2 separate regions of the Mus musculus genome follow, and region 2 is linked to region 1. Evidence: chromatin contacts called from public HiChIP or PLAC-seq data. All regions are on one chromosome and are shown on one strand. Each heading gives the region's core, a stretch centred on a gene start, on an enhancer-like site or on the middle of the called end of the contact. The rest is flanking DNA. Distances are from core to core; before and after follow the strand shown.

The links. HiChIP or PLAC-seq counts read pairs in DNA pulled down with a chosen protein or histone mark.
Region 2: a FOXA1 HiChIP or PLAC-seq map of pancreatic cancer cells shows a contact between it and region 1. The contact joins two enhancer-like sites. A contact is called at or near these places in 1 of 15 datasets of contacts at CTCF or cohesin (the NIH/3T3 cell line) and 2 of 115 datasets of contacts at active chromatin or transcription factors (the NIH/3T3 cell line and pancreatic cancer cells).

What each region holds. Positions count from the first base shown.
Region 1 is chr5:4,244,826-4,248,237 of GRCm38.p6, reverse strand. No RefSeq gene overlaps it. Among named protein-coding and RNA genes, the nearest start is that of Gm40261, 27 kb to the left of the region's middle. Within about 2 kb of position 1,642, at least 37 of the 459 cell types and tissues checked have an H3K27ac peak or open chromatin away from gene starts, as enhancers often do. A contact at or near this core is called in pancreatic cancer cells, where this site is marked.
Region 2 is chr5:4,786,943-4,790,354 of GRCm38.p6, reverse strand. No RefSeq gene overlaps it. Among named protein-coding and RNA genes, the nearest start is that of Fzd1, 30 kb to the right of the region's middle. Within about 2 kb of position 1,729, at least 26 of the 459 cell types and tissues checked have an H3K27ac peak or open chromatin away from gene starts, as enhancers often do. A contact at or near this core is called in pancreatic cancer cells, where this site is marked.

The DNA of each region.
Region 1 (3,412 bases), core at 393-2,892:
TCAAAGATTTTTAAATATAAAATAATGGAGATGGAGAGTATTTAGATAGGATCACAAGAAAGATTACTTTAGTAAAACATCAAGGTGTCCCAGCATCTTAGATGATACAAATAGAAATTATCGTAGCCTAATTAGAATCATTTAAGATATTTGAAGAATGAGAAGGAGTCTCCCATTGAAAAGCAGTAAAAACTGTTCCAGGCAAAACACCAGCATCAGTGAAAACACAGGACACAAGACCACTTAACTGGTTCACAGCGTTGAAAGGCCATCGAGGCAAAGAGGAATCAAAGCTGATTCACAAATCGCTGTCATTTCAGCTGGCTTGTCAGCTGAGTTAAAGGGACATCTTTCATGATTTAAAAAAAAAAAAAAGGCTGGAAGTGAATCAACTTTAATGGACAATCTAGAGCTTTGTTTCAAGGAGAAATGCAGACTACACTGAGATCTCTTACCACTTAAAAAAAAGAAGCCCCTAAAAATAGTTTTACTTTTTTTTTTCAGAGATCACAATCTCTGAATTTTTATAATTAAGTTTCCATCATCAAGGTAATAGGCTCTTGTGAGCACTATAGCATATTTTCAAGGGCAGCTAGTTTGTGACATTTCTTGTGATGGTGTGAGAAATTCCCTTTGGAGTAATTGATCAAGAGGATCCAAGACTCCCAAGACAACATATGCTACTGCCACTACCTCCAGTTGCTCCGGAACTTGACGGTTAAATCCTATTGATAAAAACAGCACACACCTCAGACATTAGATTCCAGGGAATATAGTACAGAGCTGGAAGCTTCCTGCTTGAGGAAGGAGTCTCCCAATGAAAAGCAGTAAAAGCTGTTCCAGGCAAAACACAAGCATCTGTGACAACTCAGAATTCAAGTTCCTCCCTGAGCGCTAGCTTTCATGGTATCTGAAGTGCTATGCAAGCTGCTGCCAACAGAGAAAAATCAATCAACAGACTTACCCAGCTATAAAGCCTACGATGGCCAGTCCAGCAAGATACCCTCAACACCGCAATAGTGGCACTCTTATCTTGGGAGTCACCATCAGCCCGCTAAACTACTAATGGCTTACTCAATAGATAAATGATTCATTCCCAGGACTAAATGTCCAATAATAGATAATGGCTGATAGATATAGATGTATTATATATACATATTTCACGTTTTATATACCACATAGAGATGAGATGTATTTGATGTGTGTGTGTGTGTGTGTGTGTGTGTGTGTGTGTGTGTATACAAATATATAGATGGAATATTACCCACCCTTAAAAAGAAAGGTATCTTACCATCTGCCACAAAGTGGATGGACATTAATAACTTTTTGCTGTAAGAAACAAACCTAGACACTAGAAGAAAACTACTGCACGATTGCACTTATCTCTGAAAGATTTAACAAAGACTGAGATATGCATAAATAGAGACTAACATAGTGGTTATAATAAAACCATAGGTTGGGGAGGCATGAAATAGAGAGAGGCAGGTCAATGGATTAAAGTAGCAGTTGCAGACTGCACAAGTCTAGAACCCTAAACTATAACATGAGAACCAGAAGAATGCCAAATGTGTAGAGCATTATTAATAGCTGGTGTACCTGGCAACCACACCCTTCCTTCCTCTGGCATGACTCTGCTATCACTCATGTAGACATCTGCTCCATTTAGAAGGATTTGCCCAAGGGATTGATTACACTCATTCTGACATTACAAAGAGCCTATCTGGGGAAAAAAAAAGGTAAAAGGTATGCTAAGAAACAATAAAAATAGACCCTAACCACAGTTTGAGTATCAGAGTCTAGGGCAGCTTTCCCTTGCCTGCCCCACATCTGGTCTGTGGCAAATATTCCCAGTATTCTTGCTCAGGAAGTACTGGAAAGGGAGAGCAAGCAACATGGCCACCTCTACATTCCTGTGGTCAGAGTTGCTAGCAGACTGCTGTTACCACTTAGGGTTTCCATGTGATCATCGGATACCAGCCAGCCGTTTCCCTAACCACAGAGGACACATATCAAGTTCCTTGTGCCATCTGCTAAATCTCCTTTCTCTTGATTTGAGAAGAAAGAAATACTTGCCTAACCACCCCTAGAGAGAGAAGATAAGACTTTGCAAAGCCCTCTCCCAAAGAAATCCCTGCAAATGCTGAAGCCATCACCACTCTACCCTTTGATGGCCTTTGGGTGGGGTGAGGGGGTCTCAGAATGTAGCCGTCCTTGCCTACTCCTTGGGAGTATTCACATAGAAACTTACCTACCTGCTCCCTCAGAGCACAGAAGCAGTCATATTTCTGTCTTGGCAGAAGTTTCAATTCTGATATTCTGTTGTGTGTGCGTGAACTTCACCATCTCATATTTTGTGAATTAAAAAAAAAAGATTGGAAACTTTCACTGTATTCAACATTTTGTCAGAATTCAAAATGAAAGAAATGATTCTGGGGTAATCAAAGGTAAGAAGAACCAAGCCCAAAGTTTTATTATATGATGAATGAACTTTGAAGGGTTTAGAGAAAAGATGATTAAGGTATATAAAATTAAGGATTAAAAAATTATAGTCTCTTAAAAGTAAATACCAAGCTGTATTCTTCACATTGAAGATCAATTACACCCCAGGAGATGAACCTAAATCTTGGCAGAAGGAATAGTTAGATATTTTAAAGGATAATGGGAAATGATGATGGGGTTTTTTGGAGAGGGGTTGCTCTTCTTGTTTTTTTTTTTTTTTTTTGATGTCTTTTTAAATAGAAAAACCTGCGGGTTTTTTTTTTTCCCAGATAATTTAGCCAAAGTCTTTCTCTACAATAAGCATGTAACTTCTTTTACAGTTTGTGAACTCTCTGAACCGTCATTGAGTCTATCATTTCTTGGTCTTTTGGTGGCGCCTTTCCCCTGATCTCCTTTCTTTACCCCCATGCAATCTGTTTCTCACTGTCTTGTTGCAGTAACAGAGTGTCTTCAGAAGGCAGTGTTACCAACAGTAGTTTCTACTTTCTGTTTACAACAAGAAGTAGAGACACACTTTGGACCCATAACTGAAATACAGCACGGTGCCTAGGTTTGTGGTTTTGAGAGACCTTGAAATGCTTCCTCCCCTGTGCCACCCACAGAATTTCCCAAGTTTGATTTTAATATCCTCTAGAATTCTGTAGTTAAAGAGAACAGCTTCAAAGGTTTTGAGAGTCTGCTGGCTTCTGGAAGGTTTTTATTGGCTGTGAGTTTTGATTGAAATTATCTATTTGCTATTCAGTTTAATATGTTAAGAGAGATTTCTAAATGGACTGCCTCAGGTTTTGTGGTGCTGACTAGAATAATAATGTAAAAACCGCATGGCTATGTAGGAGACAAAAGATAAGGTCAGAGGAAAACAGCTTGATAATTGCATCAAAAAATTAAGAAGTATATTAATGATTTTGTCAAG
Region 2 (3,412 bases), core at 480-2,979, 540 kb before region 1:
CAAAATAAATCCCTGAGCTACAATGATGTCAGCTTCATATTCAAACTCTGGGACAGAGACTATGAAAGGGCACCTTTGTGCTGGTGGCTTAACTCGGGAAATTATCTGTCCCTCTGAAGGTTACTCCAAGACTCCAGAAGGCCTTATTAGAACAATAATGTTTTTCAGAAATGACAAAGGAATGCTTCCCAACTTAACAACAGTGGGGGCCAAAATAGTAGAAATCGAGCCACAGTCTCTGAATTCCAGCAATGATAAGCAGAGAACCCAAAGATTTATCATCACATCTCCTGCTCCCGGACAGGGACAGTCTGCCTCCAGCTAAGCTGTCTGTAATGATTTCATTGAGCACTAGACATAGAACTCACCACAGTCTTGGCGGGTGGCATCAAGGTAAGAGTGCTCTCTGGCACCTTCACTTTCCCCCTTAGGGGTTCTGAAAGTAAAGATTGAGTCCTCCCCAAGTCTGAGATAGGGTCTATATAAGCCTCCTCCCTATTTTTTCTGGAAATACACTATCTATGTTCCCATTATGTGCAGCCGGAAGTCTGAAGATCAGCCAAGAGGCAGCTGAAAATGAAGCCCGGATGCAGGGGTGCCCTGAGACCCTACAGTTAGAAGATCTGAAGATGGAAAGATATGGTCTTGGGAGGCCAAAATGGGCTGGTATATGTAGACATCAGAGGGATTGCAGAAAAACTAGAACCTCACGAGGTATTAGTAACTGCCAAGGTCCCCAACACAGAAGCCTAGCCTAGCCAAGTGGTACCTCGGTGTCAGAGGACGTACTGCCTGGAGCCCAAAGGAAGTCTAAAGCTAAGGAAGAGGAGAGTGAGAAACAGAGGCGATAAGGAAGAGGACAGTGAGAAACAGAGGCGATGAGTGGAACCTGCAGCTGTTGACAAGAACCCACACTGAACATCTCTGAGCTCCAGGGCTCTCCACTCGCACAGAACGAAGTATGGTATGTCGTTGTCCTGGCAACCCACTTCTACTTAATAGATCACCTTCTGCATTTAGTGTCTTAAAGCAGGCATTTATTATCTCAAACTTTCCATGGGGTCAGAAGGAGTTTATCTAGATGATTGTGAGTTGCAACATTTTATGAAGTCAGGCTGCAATCTGATGGTGGTCCAACTAAGTTCACCTGAGGCTGTGCTATTGGTACCAGATCTTAGAAGGTCAACAAAGTCAACAGAGTGCTGAACAGCTGGGTCAGAGCCCTAGAATCTAACTGCTTCCTCACAAGCTTGATGGCTCCAGGTTAGGTGTTTGAGACTTGGGGCTCCAAGGGATGCTGAATCGCTTTTTAGGATGTAGCATCCAGGTTGTTAGAAACCACCATGGCCAGTCTATCCTTAAAGAAAAGAGACTTAAATTTTATCTTTTAATAGAAATTGTAGTCATATTACAAAAGATGTACAGGTCACTGTTGATCACAAGTCATGTATACTGAGCCCATAGACAAAATACCTCTATTCTGTACTGTGCTTTGTTTTCTGTTGCTGTGATAAATCACTGACTGAGAAAATAATCTGAGAAGAACAGGGTTTATTTTAACCTATATTTCCAGGCAACAATCCACCATTGAGGGAAGTCAGAGTAAGAAATCTAGCAGTAATTGAAGCAGAAACCACAGAGGAATGCGGCTTATTGACCAGCTCAGTGGCTTACTCAGAGAACTTTCTTGTTTAATGCAGACCTACCTGCCTAGGAATGCCGCAGCCCTCAGTGGACTGGGCCCTCCCAAATTAGTCATCATTCAAGACAATCTTTTATAGACATGACCACTGGCCAGTCTGATCTGGGAAATTCACCAACTGAGGTTTCCTCTTTCCGTGTTAACTCTAGGATGTATGAAGTTGACAATAAAAATTACCCATCACACCCCATAACACACAAGGTCTGTAATATATTACCTGTTATGTATCTGTCTCTGGCTTGGGGTCTGAAATCTCATCTAAATTTAGTAAAAGTGCTATACCTGGGGCTCCTAGGGTATAGGTCCTTGTATTTGTTCCATAATTAACATACTGTGAAAGAGTCATCACAGGACAACCTAAACAGATGTTTCAGAAACAGAGCACATGTAGTAATTAGTAGTGTGTGACCATTCTGAAGTCCACAAGGGGCATTGCCTGTTCCTTGATTAGAGGTCAGTATTCCCGGGGCTTTCAGCTCCATGTTCTAGACTCTTGGCTCCTTCCAGTTATCCTTTCTTTTCTATTAGTATACCCTGATTTTATGGCTGAATGACTTCTCAGAGGCATTCGGAGGCCTGAAGTTCCTCTTCATTTTGTTCAAACTCTGTAATAGTTAGTGTTAATTGGCAGTTGGGGTGGGGAGTAAGATCACTTGAAAACTGTTTCCTGACAATCTTATTGGGGGACTCTCTATCTCATAAAAACATAGGATAGCACCAGTGTCTTTAATAACTAGCCTTGAACACCACATAGAATTGTTTTTTATTCCTCCCATCTCTCTCTAAGATCTACTTCTTTATTTAAAAATCGGAGTCACCAAGACCAGCCCAATGTTTAATAAGAGATGAGAAAGTAGCCTCAGCCCCTTGATGAGCAGAATTTTGAAGAATTTTTGCAGATTAGTTAATTTAAGTACTACACAGCCCATTGAAAAATGGTGTACACAATTACCCACCAAGAAACCTTGCCAGACTGATGAGAAGAAAACAGATGGAGATTTTCTTGTACTTCTGGGAATTAAGTCTCAGGTCTCTGGAATTATCTGCAATTGGATATTATCCCTCATAAGCTCCAAGGAAACCTTTGCCCATCTATGGCTCTTGGATCCTGAAGTGCTAATTGCCTGGCTTGCAGCAAAGTGTTCCAGAGGGAACTTCTACCCTCTACCCTTCCCTGGCTTCCCAGTTCCCAGAACTGAGTAACCAACTGTCCCAAAGGGAAGACAATTCTTTACGAACAGTATATGCTCCATCGCTTGTCTCTGAGACTTGCTAACAATGCTTGGATTTGCCTTACACTGGGCATGGTGTTTACAATAGTAATTCTTAAAAACACTGCTTGTCAGAGAATTAAATGAGGCGGCTTTAAATATTTCACAGGGAACTAATATAGTATCTTTGTCAACAGACAATCAAGTTCCGGGCTCCACCCCTTCAAAGGCAATGAAATCCCTTATCTATCAGGTGTTGATAGTAGGGGATGTACGTTTTATAGCCATTACTAGAATAGTGAGAAAAACATCCTCCCTGTGTGATAAAACTCTAGGTATTCAGAGATATTTATTTGCTGACTGACATATAACACTGTAGCTAGGTCCAGCCCATTTATGGGGGGAGGGGCTGTGTGTGTGGCCGTGAGGACTAGGAAGGAGGCTGCAACCAGGATGTGAAGTGTGCAAATAAATAAATAATAACAGTGTGTCTGCTCAT